Regions from separate parts of the Mus musculus genome. Here region 2 is linked to region 1. Evidence: chromatin contacts called from public Hi-C data. All regions are on one chromosome and are shown on one strand. Each heading gives the region's core, a stretch centred on a gene start, on an enhancer-like site or on the middle of the called end of the contact. The rest is flanking DNA. Distances are from core to core; before and after follow the strand shown. Region 1 overlaps Fsip1 (fibrous sheath-interacting protein 1). Region 2 overlaps Bub1b (BUB1B, mitotic checkpoint serine/threonine kinase).

Region 1 (6,187 bases), core at 1,690-4,189:
GAATTTGGATGTGTTTCCAAAAATTTATGAGTAGTTTGTATCTTGGAACATTTATTTATCAAGGTGTTCTTTCTTTCAAAAAGCTGTCTTTCTGTGCATAGAACATATACTTGCTGTCGTAAATGTGCCACATTTAACCTTTAACAAGATGTTAATTCTGGTTATTATTTTCTGATGCTAAAGTTTTTTGAGGTGTTGCCTTCTGCCTTATTTCCACAATCATCTGTGAGAAACGTATTTGGCTGTTGCGACTTGCTTTGCGGTTTTTTGAAGTGATCTTTCCAAAGTATTTATTTTCTTTTATGTGTGAGCTCTGTGCCACCTCTAGACTGTGTTTTGAATAATGACTCCCCCCACCCCACCCCTCCAGCTAATTACCTTCCGGCTAAAGTACTTGGCTTTAGCTTTGAAGGTTGCAGCTAATCTCCTCTTTGCTGCATTCCTAGAATCGAAGGTTGAGATAAGCAACAGCAAGAAGTGACAGAAAAAGCTCTCCTTTTTTTTTAATTGATTGCGTCAGCTTTTAGTGTTCACATCTAATTGAGAAGCAGCAGTTGCGCCACTTGTATTGCTGTTTCTTGAATCTTTACATCTTCTAAAATTGTACATGACACAGCATGACCTAAGCTCATCCTTCAAATCATGGCCTTGCCCAGCTGCTCAGGCAGAGGTCAGTCACCCGCCTGCGGAGGCCGAGGCACCTCTGAGCACAGGAGTTTCCTTGTGGAAGGGGCACCCACTGTCATGAAAATAACGTGGAAATACTAACTTTAACCAGGAAGGCTGATACAGTCAAGGGCCAGTGAGATGGTCATTGAGTAAGGCATTGTTTTGTAAGCCTGCTGACCTAAATTCAGTTCCAGGAGCCCACAATGGAAGGAGAGAACTGACTCCAAAGTTGCTCTTTGACCTTCACACATATGCTGTGGTTTGTGAATACCTGAACATGCATGTGCATGCACACACACACACACACACACACACACACACACACACACACTAATAATATTAACAACAATAATAATATATCTAAAAGGTAATAAAATAAAATCTGCACAAGACAGAAACATGTCACTAGTGGGTTTATAAACAGCAGTGAAAGATTTTTGAAGGATTAATTATGGAAGATCCTAGGCAAGAAAGAAAACATAGCAGGTAGAGGTTGCGGTGCCCTTCTAAGGGGAGTGGGGGTACACAGCAGGGGAGGAGCAGTTGGGTACCAGGTGCCACATGTCTGGAGCTTGGCAGCTGCAGCAGGCAGCAGGCATCCAGTTGGTGCTCCTGGTCAGGGTACTACCCCAGAAGGCCAGTGAGGGCCTGCATAAATGGCATGACTACCACCCACCCCTCAGGAAAGCAGGTTAGAACACGGACACAGGAGAGGCTAGAGAGACAGAGCCTACACTGAAGTAAGGTGGAGATCTACCAGACTCAAGTGTATGCCCTTCTAGGGCAGCTGGGAAGATGTACATCTCACGGACAGTGGGTTTTATCTCACTATAAAATGTTGGGCAAGAGGGCTGGAAAGAGTTGTTGGAGAGGTTGTACCCTCTACCTCCTCACGTTAGTTATGTCTTCAGCTTCTCATTGGTTCACTTAGGTCTTTACAACAGGATGTGTGATCAAATGCAGGAACTCCCCACAATTCCTGAAGTTTGACACTTGATTTCTGTATTCTTAACCACCCCAGGTTGAGGAATGTCCAATGATAACCCCCAGTAAACGGAATGAGCGGATTACGTGGAGATGGCTACTTGCTAAAATCCTTGAGCCAGAGTGAAACAAATTACGCAGTTTGTAAAGTGTAACTATTCTTTTTATTTTTATAATACATCATGGTTCTCAAAATGTGCATCCTCCTGTGATTTGAAATGTAATTGATTTGGCAAATACTTATTGTATATCTCACTGACACAGTGTGCTGATCTGCTATGTGTACACAAGTAAGACGATTAAATGGAGCTAATGAGCCCAGCCACCACCTGGCTTTATTGTCTCTCTGCACGCGGTAAGAATGTTTCCAATTTTTCCTTATGATTCCTGCAGTTGATATGATCTTCATGCCAACCTCACAGATAGGTGGCACAGCCATTATTACTTATGTTATTCAGATTACAATTCCAAGTCCCTAGGGACTTAGAGGACTCACTCATCCCCCACCTTCCCCCTTCCCTCCTTTCCAGGAGAGTGCGGTTAACATGGCTATTTTATGCCTCCTTTAACATGATTTTATTTGAGTCTATCCAAGCAAAGTGCCTCTCTTTGTTGCCTCTATCATTTCATTCCAGGCTGCTCACCCCTGGTATTCAAATATTTGAAAGGTGACTAGATCCATTCCTGAGAAGGGTAACTGTGTGACAACCATGCGGCTGCAGCGTGAACAGGTGGTTAGGACACTTAATTCTTACTCTGGCAGATGTTTTGGGAAAAATTAGGTGTAGGGCTAGGCCAACCACCATGCTCTCAGCTTGATCCTTCCCCGGAGGCTTATTGTAGTATTTCAGCTCAGCGGGTTAAGTGGGCCGAAGCATCTTTGAGTGAGCCTGTGGTCATGGAGTGTGCCTCATTCATCAAATGCATCTGCAAGGGCCCAAACACAGCCTTTCTCACATCATCTTTACACTTTCTGTGGCTTGTATACTAGACTGTTCGGGAGCTACCAGACCAGAAAATCCAGCCAGCAAGAAAGCTGGAAGTCGCACAGCCCAAAGGTTTATTAAGTGGCGTGAAGTGCTATTGTTTTGTGCAAGTGTTAAATCACTGCTGTCAGCGCGGGACTGTTAAAAAAAAATTCCCGGCTAGTAATAACGCGAAGGGCACTTTATGGCTTCAAAAGGAGATAAAAGAAAGCTCTTAGTCAGCACTCGGATGGCACCACAGCACACACCAGCCTCCGTTTGGCTTTCTGAGGACTTTACTCTTGGCAGATGCTCTTGCTTCTGGCAGCAGACTCTAATTATCATATAAATTAAGCTGGGAACGAACGGATCGAGGCACACAGCCTGGCCCTAGCTGCTTGGACCCTGGTTTCCAGGGCTATAATGCCAGCAGGCATAATGGGTAATGCTGGCCAGGGCTCTGGAGGACAGGGCTCCACTCCCCTTCCTCCCCTGTGAGATCCACTGCAGGAATCCCAAGTGGCTGAGACACCGGGGCCCTTCTTTTCTTCTCCCCAGCTTCCCGTGGGCTGTCTCTCCAACAGCATTCCACAAATTAGTCTAATCCACCTGCTCGCATTCGGAGGCACTAATTATGTTTTGGCGCACATTCTTACACACTAAATTCCAAATGTCTTCTTCACTTTAATTTCTTGTAACTAGTCCTGAAATCGAGGGTTAGTACTGCCATGGGGTAGCAGGCTTTGTTGTGTTGTGTGAGGGGTTAAGCTCTTCATTTAAAAGCCAAAGTTGAAGACATGGATGCTTTTTTTTCTCTTTTCTTTCTGTATTTTCTTTAACCAAGAGTGTAATTCAGAACTCAGTAATGACTTCTTTACATCCGTAAAATGATGCTAAACACTCAGGTAGCTTGGGGACAGGAGTCGATGAGCCCAGTGTGTAGGAATATAATTGTGATACTCTCAGCTGAGTAGTGATGTCTGTTGCTAAACATTTCCCACTCGAGGTATTTTGCTTGGAGTTTAAATAGGTCTTGGTGTGGGTAACTTAGGGTTAATGTGAAGTGAATACTGAAGACCACAGGGTTGGCAGCACAGATGGTACTCAGACATAAGTGTTTTCTCCTTGTGGGAAAAGGTGGGGGTGGGGCTTCTTCACTTCATTCTGTTTATTGACTGCAGGCTTCCCTTGCCCATTAGCTCATACACTTCTCCAGCTCCTGGTCAAATTATCATCCCTCATAGATTTTATATATATATATATATATATATATATATATATATATATATATAACTTTAAAATTAGAATTTATGGAAATTGATCATAATTTATATGTAAAAATAATCACTTGGGAACATTTTGTATGCATTTACATTTTGCTGAGTATAAAGCAAGATGTTTCTTCCACTCTGACAAAGGAAGCTGTTCCACTGTAAAAGAACTCATCTCTTCCTGTGCTGCCTTCTCCCCTCGTCCGTCCGTCCGTCCGTCCCTCCCTCCCTCCCTCCCTCCCTCCCTCCCTCCTTACCTTCCTTCCTCTGTCCCTCCTTTGTCCATCTCCGTGTTCCTGTCCTGGCTTCTTCTGTAAAAGGCTTTAAAGCTCTTAAAAGAGAGATAAAGACCATGGGCCAAGGAAGATCCCTTTGAGAACCAGCTATTTTGTCCAAAAGGAGAGGACCACAGATTGCTTCTCACAGAACAGAGCTGGGAAGTTTGCATAGGTGGAGGGACATGGTGACAGCGAGTTCTGCTCTCCTCTGTCCCCATAAAGAAGCCTGAGTGTCCATCTATCCCTTTGCCATCTCACTCTCACCTTGTCAGGTCCTTTTTCTTATTGGCTGGCAAGTTGGGAAAGGTCTTATTTGGCTAAGGTCAGAGATTGACCCTGTAGTTTAATGTCCTAAAGAAGTTTTGGCCTTGGTAGTGCCAGGTGGGACCAAGGGTCCATGACTGTGTGTGCCAGGCAAGACTCTGGTGTATGTGCACTGCCCAGAGGTGACTGGCAAAAGGCCAGAGGAGCTGAGACCTGCTGGCCTCCTGTGGTCAGTACATTCCCAGCACAGTGCTCTTGTCACACAGTCACTCTAGGCAGCTGCCATCATTTTAATGGATGTGCTTCTGCCTTTGTGGCCTCCACTTCCAGGTAGACTGGGACATTCTCTGTGTGGCTGGGATCTATGCTGACACCACATGACACCACTTCTCCACTTACCAAGGCCAGGATTTCACACCTTCCCTTTTCTCTCTCTTCTCCAAGCTGGGAAGAATACCTAGGTCCCTCCCTCTTCAGATGGACACAACAGGAGTCCACAAGAGGAGCCCAGCCCTCTGCAAACACTTGAGTTGACCCTTGCCTTCCGCACTTTAGAGAGGGAAAGGGCTGTGAGGTTTGGAGCAGGAGATGATATGAAGCAACAGACTGCCAAGGCAGAGGGCAAGCCAGAAGCAAACACATTTAAAATGCTCTTGGGACCCACCTGAGCCTGTAGTATGTTGGTAACGACTGCAAAAGAATAGACAAAAACTGCCTGTTCTGCATCCCTGCCAGCCACAAACAGAACCAACAGTTTCTGGATGAATGAAATGTCCGCTGCTCAGTCTCCGTCCAATGATGTCACTTCACTCTCGAGGACATTGATAACTATAGATGCTCTAAGATCACAGGCTGGGTTGATTTTAAAAGTCTCTGAAAACCTCAGCACTGTTTATTTAGGTTGGGCAGTAAGTGGTGTGCACTCCATCTATGTACAGGATCCTTTGACTGTGCGCATCCTGGGGCTTTTGGCAAATCGCAGGGCTTTATTATTTATTTATTTATTTATTTATTTATTTATTTATTTATTTATTTCAGTTAGAGTTTTTGCTCACAGGTCATTTTGATATGACTCAACTTCACTTATATGCTCAGCCCAAACTTCTGCACCAGCCAAGTTGCATAGCCTGGAAAATCTTGAGTCACTTTGCTGCCTGGCAGTGGTGGCACATGACTTTAATCCCAGCACTTGGGAGGCAGAGGCAGAGGCAGAGGGGCAGAGGGGCAGAGGGGCAGAGGGGCAGAGGGGCAGAGGCAGAGGCAGAGAGGCAGAGGCAGAGAGGCAGAGGCAGAGGCGCAGAGGCAGAGGCAGAGGCAGAGGCAGGAGGATTTCTGAGTTTGAGGCCAGCCTGGTCTACAGAGTGAGTTCCAGGACAGCCAGGGCTAGACAGAGAAACCCTGTTTCGAAACAAACAAACAAACAAAAAACGAGTCACTTTGCTGAGTTCCATTGTGTAAATAAGTATAGATATTTAATTAACAGCTTTGGGTGTGGCATTTTGAAGAGAATGTGGATGGTGCTTTTATGGTCAGATAACCACCTGTGTAAGACGAAGCAGAAAAGGACTCCTGTTGTGTCCTTTCAGAAGATATTTCTCAGTGTTGTACTGTACTGACCTTTGTTGCTGTATTGCAATGATACACTTCCCTGGAGAGGGAGTTGACATCCCAGCTAGAATGAGCTGGCTTGTTCACTTCTCTGTTGCTGCGATGAAACACCATGACCCAAGGAAACTTGTAAAAGAAAGAGTTTATC
Region 2 (6,633 bases), core at 2,769-5,268, 430 kb before region 1:
AGCCCCACTGCACTTGTAGAGCCTGACTGCACAGTGGCTGACTCCTGACCCCCTTTCCTTCGTCCCTTCGTACACTAGCCAAAAGCTAAAGACTATGAGGCTGGACCCCAACCAGCCGAGAAAAGACACAGTCACCACATCGCCACTAACGCCCAGAGAGCATCTGTGACGGGGTGTGCGTGCTTTGGGGTCGAGCAGCACATCCTCTTGCAAACAAAATTGCTCTGCTGAGCTTAAAAACAAAAACAAAAACCAAACAAACATCAGGATGGCAAAGACTTCAAAGGCAAGGTGAGGAGCTGAGGACACGCCTCGGTGGTGCTGCGTTTGCCTAAGTAATGTCTATATTCAGGTTCTAAAACTGTGCGGGAAAATACACCAAGAAACCAGTCAACCAGATAACAGTAAGAAAACAAACAAAACCAAGCACAGTTATAAAATAAGGCTTTAGAATTCTAAAAAAAAAATAAAGAATTCTGTATCCAGTCATGCTACCGATAATGAAAAGACAGAGAATAAGGAATTTTCAGACCCAGAGGGTTTAAAGACCCTTTGCTTTCAGTTCCTCAGAAAGGCACTAAAGGGTGTACTTTTCCAAAATAAGAGGAATTAAACCAAGGAAGAAACGGGAGGGAAAGGGTGTCCAGGTTCCAATATAAGAAAAACAAACTGAGGTTTCCCCACAGTGATGGAGAACTGAGATTTCAAGGTATATGTGTGAAGGCTAGAATACAACCTGTCCCGAGAGGAGCAGTCCACACACTCCAGGGCCTGTTTCCTCAGAAAGAGAAAGCCGGAAGGATACCTCGTAAGCTTAGACATGAGAGCGCATGTGCACAGCCACCCCTCAGTTTTTAGCTTTGATCTTGCCCTAGAACGGTGACTGACTTTTTGGCGTCCTAGGTTTTACAGTACTACAAGGACACACTATCTCTTCTTTGCTGACTTACAAGGTGATGAGATCACAAAGGGCCCACCTCACCTTTATCATGGTTAGCTCTGCAGAGCTTCTTGGTGCCACCCAGAATAACCTGTAATCGTCACATGTTAGGTGCTCTTGCTTGATGACGTAATCCTCAGGACCTGTTGAGAAGGTTTGGTTCCATTTTAAAGTCACTGTGAATATATGTAGGTCCTTACACTTTACCTCCTGGCTTAAGTGTGAGAAGTGCTAGTGTTTTTGCCATTAAGTGGCATCTAAAATACTCTTCAAAGTTATTTATATAAAAATCCAAAGGAGCCCCAGGCAGATGGCAGTTAAGAGGACTTAGCAGTCTTGTAGAGGACTCAGGGTTAATTCCCAGCACCCACATGCCGCCTCACAACCATCTGTAAACGCAGTAAAGGGATGCAACAGGCATTACATACATGCAGGCAAAACAGTAAGTAAAATACATAAATCTAAGAAAAATACTAAAAGAGGCAAAAAAAAAAAAGAAGAAGTAGTATTGTTCCTGTGGCATGAATTATCAATGTGTTAACCTCTCTAATGCTATCTACTACAACCTAGGAGCACTTAGTGTTCAAGGGCCTGTGGCATTCAAATCACTTATGTGTATGTGCAAAAGGACAAGGACTCACACACACTACTTACCTAACTCAATCTCCTTCCCTATTTCCAGCACAGGCATCGGTCGGTCTTCCACAGAAAACTCCGCAAAAGCACTTAATTCTAGTAGGGATTTTAACAGTTGTAGGCGATACTGTGAACACCAGGGTGACTGAATAGCATCTTCTGTGGAGAAAAGAAGTTGAAAATATATATAAATTAATGTTTAAAACACAGTAGTAAAGGGCTGGACAGATAGTTAAGAGCACTTCTTCATCTTCCAGAGGAGCTGAGTTTGGCTTATGTCTCAGAGCTCACAACTGCCTATAACCCCAGCTCTAGGAGATCTGATGCCCTTTATAGCCTTTGTATGATCTGTCTGTCTGTCTCTGCCTCTCTCACAACACACACATACACACACACACACACACACACACACACACACACACACACACACACACACACACACACACACACACGGAGAGAAAGGGGGCGAGGGCCAGGCAGTAGTGGCACATATCTTTAACCCCAGCACTTGGGAGGCAGAGGCAGGCGGATTTCTGAGTTCGAGGCCAGCCTGGTCTATAAGTGAGTTCCAGGACAGCCAGGGCTACACAGAGAAACCCTGTCTCAGAAAAACAATACAAAACAAAACAAAAAAAAACAGGTGAGGGGGGAGGGAACTCCAACATTACAAAATCAACACTGCTAACCTGACCACATTCATTTGCTTTGGGCATATGAAATACGTTGAATTAGTGCTGGTTTATTTGGGAAATAGTACAACTGGGGCAGGGTCAGCCTGCGGAGGGACTAAACGGCCACTGAGCAGACTCGGAAGCTTGCTGTTGGCTGGAACACTCTACCTGCCCCGTCATTAGTCAGCTCCAGCTTTTCCAGAAGCTGAAAGCCTTTGATGGAGGATGTACTGGGAGCTGAGGAAGAAGACCTGGAGAAGCCAGATGAGTGGGTGGCCTCACGGCTCTCTTCAATAATTGGGCTGCAAGAAACAAGAGTGAAGCCATCCTCAGGACAGTATACTCCAACTTCTGTCAGAACTTTATATATCCTCTTAATAAAGATCTATTTGCTTTTACATGTGTTTTGCCTGCATGCATGTTAGTACCCCAGTGTAGGGATAGCACCCAGAGCCAGAAGATGATGTCAAATCCCTGGAAATAGAGTTCAGAGGGTTGGGAGGTACCACTGTAGGTGCTAAGAACTGAGCCCGGGACCTCCACCAGAGCAGCCAATGCTTTTAGCCACTAGCTATCTGTTTAGAGTCCAACTTTATACATTTTTAAATTATAAATTTTATACTGAACTCATCTTGTAATAGAATTTATTTTTATTGGTCTCATTTTTTCCCAAATAAGAAACAGATTAAACCTGTTTTAGATTTAGTTACTCTATGTATGTAAGCATTCTGCTCACAACTTTGTGCACCATGCATGTGTCTGTACATGTGGAGGTCAGAAAGGCCAATGGATACCCTAGAACACAGAGTTGAGAGTTATCACGTGGGTGTTGGAAATCAAACCCAGGTCCTCTACAAGAAAGTGCCCTTACCTGCTGAGCCATTTCCTTCGTTACCTGAGTCTCATAACCAGCACAATTTACTTCTTCTAATCCTCAAATCCAAACCAATCAGTAACCTTCACCGACTGTGTCCCCGGGTCAGACTTACTCCCTGATTGAGCATCTGATGGACAGTAAGAGCCGATACCTGGCCACTGCAATTGACAAGCACACAGACCAAGAGAGAAACACTCCAGTCACCTCAGTTTCTTTATGATGAGGGCCTGGTGATGAACAGTGTGATGAGCCTCGGCGGCCTTCCCATCCAGATCCTCTTCCTGCAACAGTCCCTCGGGATCAGCAGCGATGCCCTTCGAGGACAGTATCTCATGGAAAGGAGTAGATGCCAAACGAGCTGCTCTAGCAAAGTCACAAGTGTCCTCAGGGTTGGGACAGAGAGTGACGTTCCTGAAACCAGTGATGATGGCGTCTTCACTCAGAGGCTCAAGTTCTGTGAGTTCATCCTAAAGTAGCCAAACACACTTTAGCTGCAACAGTTCAACAAACGCGGTACAACACACACATATGCACGCACGCACACATTTTTTTTTTAAACTTAAGACATCAGATCATTGACATGAGATTTAGAAATAACAAACCAGGACCTCAAGTTGAAGACAATTTAAAAAGCACAGGACAGAATTGAGGAAAATGATTTTGTTAACAAAGAAAACTATACTTCATCAAAAAATATACTGGAGGGGGTGTGTGGCTCAACACATAGAAAGGCAGCTTACTGTCCTCTTCCAGACAATTTCAAGCCTTCACTGAGGAGCTGAACCCAGAACCTCCCTGAAGGCCCATCCTCCCTGGCTAGGCCGTCCACCGCACACTGGGCGGTATTCTCCAGAACACAACATGTACTGCTTGCTCTCTTCAATCGCTGTGCTCTCCATAGCAACCGGGGAACTGGCGGAATCAGAATAACTTTCCCAAATTATTTAAAACAAAGGGGAACATAATGTGTGGATTCCTTCTCTGGAAATTCAAATCTCATAAAACTGGAGTAGAGCCTGTGTGTCTTCCTTCAGTCATAAAAGTCTCCTAGGCTCTTCTGAGTCATTAGAAATTCTACATTTTTGGATATAAAATAGCATTGCCATTCACATCTGTCTAGCTATAAAATCCTGTGTACTTTATCAGAAAATATTTATCAAGAAGGTAAATAAAAAGAGAACTCTATTAACAAGTCACTGTCTTCAGCGACTTAGCTCTTTTCCTTGGTTGTGGAGGAAGAAATGCAGTTGTTGTAGCTTCTCATACCCCCACCAGCCACCCCCCTTCACCCTCCAGCAATGCCTGGGGCTCGTCTGCACAGACTTTTCCTTCCCAAAGTATCAGTAAAGCACCACCATGCCACACAGTGCCTTGGGTCTTTTTACCGTATTTGAATGCCTATATCCTGTCTTTCTACCCTGGGTGTTACTAAATCTCTACTGGTAAAGAACATGAGGGGCGTGAGCCAGCTCAGTGAGTAAAGCCACTCACAGCTGCCCTCATACACACGCAAGCACACCCCACACATAAACACAAAACATGAAAAATTAAAAAAAAAAAAAAAAGAACAGAAAGAAAAAATGGTCTATATCCATTGCTACCCAGGCATTTTACATGTATGTCGGGAAAAAAATAATTGCAAGTATGAAAAGACTGTCAAATTAGTGACACCCCCCCTCCCCCGCCCTTTAAGACTTTTAGATATGGGAGGCTGGAGAGATGGCTCAGTGGTTAAGGATACTGGCTGCTCTTCTAGAGGTCCTGAGTTCAATTCCCAGCAACCACATGGTGGCTCACAACCATCTGTAATGGGATCAGAGGCCCTCTTCTGGTGTGTCTGAAGACAGCTACAGAGTACTCATATGCATAAAATAAATAAACAATTCTTAAAAAAAAAGACTGAGATATAATTCATCACTTCACAGTGTGGTGTGCACCTCAGGGTTCTAGTGTGTTCACGCCAGTGTGCTCTTTTGGTAGAAAGCAAGCAAGCACAATGCACTCCAGCGCCTTGCGGTCGTCCTCTCCGTAATTCCCAACTGCACTGCTTTATTATGGACACTTCGTGCAAATGGAAAAATATTTCCTGTAAGTTTCTTTCTATCACACCAGACCCACACATTTCACTTTATCTTTCTGAGAGGAGAAAATGATATTACCTGTAGCAGGCAAGGAGAGCACGGGAGTCACTTCCAAAGCAGTACTCTGCAGACACATGACTTCACTTACTGACCGTGAGGGTCGACCATGCTGTAATGCAGGTCAGTCTATCATTCGTTCCTTGGAATCGTCAAGTGATAGGCCACTGTGCTAATACGTATTTGATTTATGCATTAGTTGATCACATCTAGGTTCCTCTCTCTACCATGAGTAATATTTCCATATTAACTGTGTATTAGTTTAGCTACCATGGGTATGTCATGGATGAGATATGCTGTGGCTTTTAGTAACTACATTTAACTAGTAAAAATTTTTTTCCAAGACAGGGATTCTCTGCATTGCCCTAGCTGTCCAGGAACTTGCTTTGTAGGCCAGACTGGCCTTGAACTCAGAGATCCACCTGCTTCTGCCTCAGCACTGGGATTAAAGGTGTGCACCACCACCGCCAGTCTAGTAATTATTTTATGCTTTTATTTTCTGTGCATGGATGTTTCGCCTACATGTATGTTAGCATGAGTGCAGTACCCATGAGAGCCACAACAGGGCTGTGGGCAGTTTGTAGGCTGCCAACTAGGGCTGGGAATCAAACCCAGGTTGGTCCTCTGGGAGAGCAAGTGCTCTTAAGGGCCCCTAGCTTTAACATTTTAAAGAATGACCAGTGTGTTTTACAGAAGAGACTGTTTGTGCAATGTATGAAGGTTCTAATTTTTCTATAACCTTTGCCTGCAAACATTTGTTATTATCTGTCTCCTGATTACAGGCCTGACAGCGGGTACCCTGTAGTATCTCACTGTGGCTCTAATTTGCATTTTCCTGGTGATATAATTATGAATATCTTTTTATGTGCCTAGTTCACATTAGTGATTTTAATGTTTATCAAAGTCTTTTGAACAAGACCTAGCTATGTACTCAAGGTAGCCTAAAACTTACTGCACGGCCTAGGCTGACTTTAAATCTGAGATTCTCCTCAAGTCCACTGTCCATTACAACAGGCAAATTTCAACATTTATTGAACGTTTAATGTTTGTTTTAATTTTATTACACTTACTTGTCCGTCTGTGTCAGGGAAAGTCATGCAATGGTCAGAGTCAGTTTTCTCATTTCACCATGTGGGGCCCAGGGACCAATCTCAGGCCATCAGGTGTGGCAGGCAGTACTTTCACCTGCTGAGCCATCTAACCAGCCAAATGCTAAACTACTAAGATATCTGAGTGAGATAATCCACTAAGTCCATTTATGTTAACTTACACAAATATCGGGAGACACATCCTCATTTGTGGTGCCCACTTCTGTAGTTTTGAGAACTGAAAGGGGTCTTCTCTGGGCATTGAGAACCTGTGGACCACCTG

What was found. A called contact is a pair of places that touch in the nucleus more often than the background predicts.
Region 2: a contact with region 1 is called in a Hi-C map of cortical neurons, with 2.3 times the contacts expected there. The contact joins two enhancer-like sites. A contact is called at or near these places in 1 of 15 datasets of contacts at CTCF or cohesin (large pre-B cells) and 5 of 484 Hi-C or Micro-C datasets (B cells, cortical neurons, large pre-B cells and 2 more).

The regions. Positions count from the first base shown.
Region 1 is chr2:118,200,678-118,206,864 of GRCm38.p6, reverse strand. The region is part of intron 10 of Fsip1 (fibrous sheath-interacting protein 1); the gene reads left to right. Among named protein-coding and RNA genes, the nearest start is that of Fsip1, 53 kb to the left of the region's middle. Within about 2 kb of position 2,939, at least 61 of the 459 cell types and tissues checked have an H3K27ac peak or open chromatin away from gene starts, as enhancers often do. A contact at or near this core is called in cortical neurons, where this site is marked.
Region 2 is chr2:118,626,861-118,633,493 of GRCm38.p6, reverse strand. It overlaps Bub1b (BUB1B, mitotic checkpoint serine/threonine kinase), which reads right to left. Exons shown (of 23, transcript NM_009773.3): 14 at 6,533-6,633; 15 at 3,329-3,591; 16 at 2,416-2,549; 17 at 1,595-1,735; 18 at 983-1,083. Among named protein-coding and RNA genes, the nearest start is that of Bub1b, 32 kb to the right of the region's middle. Within about 2 kb of position 4,018, at least 7 of the 459 cell types and tissues checked have an H3K27ac peak or open chromatin away from gene starts, as enhancers often do. A contact at or near this core is called in cortical neurons, where this site is marked.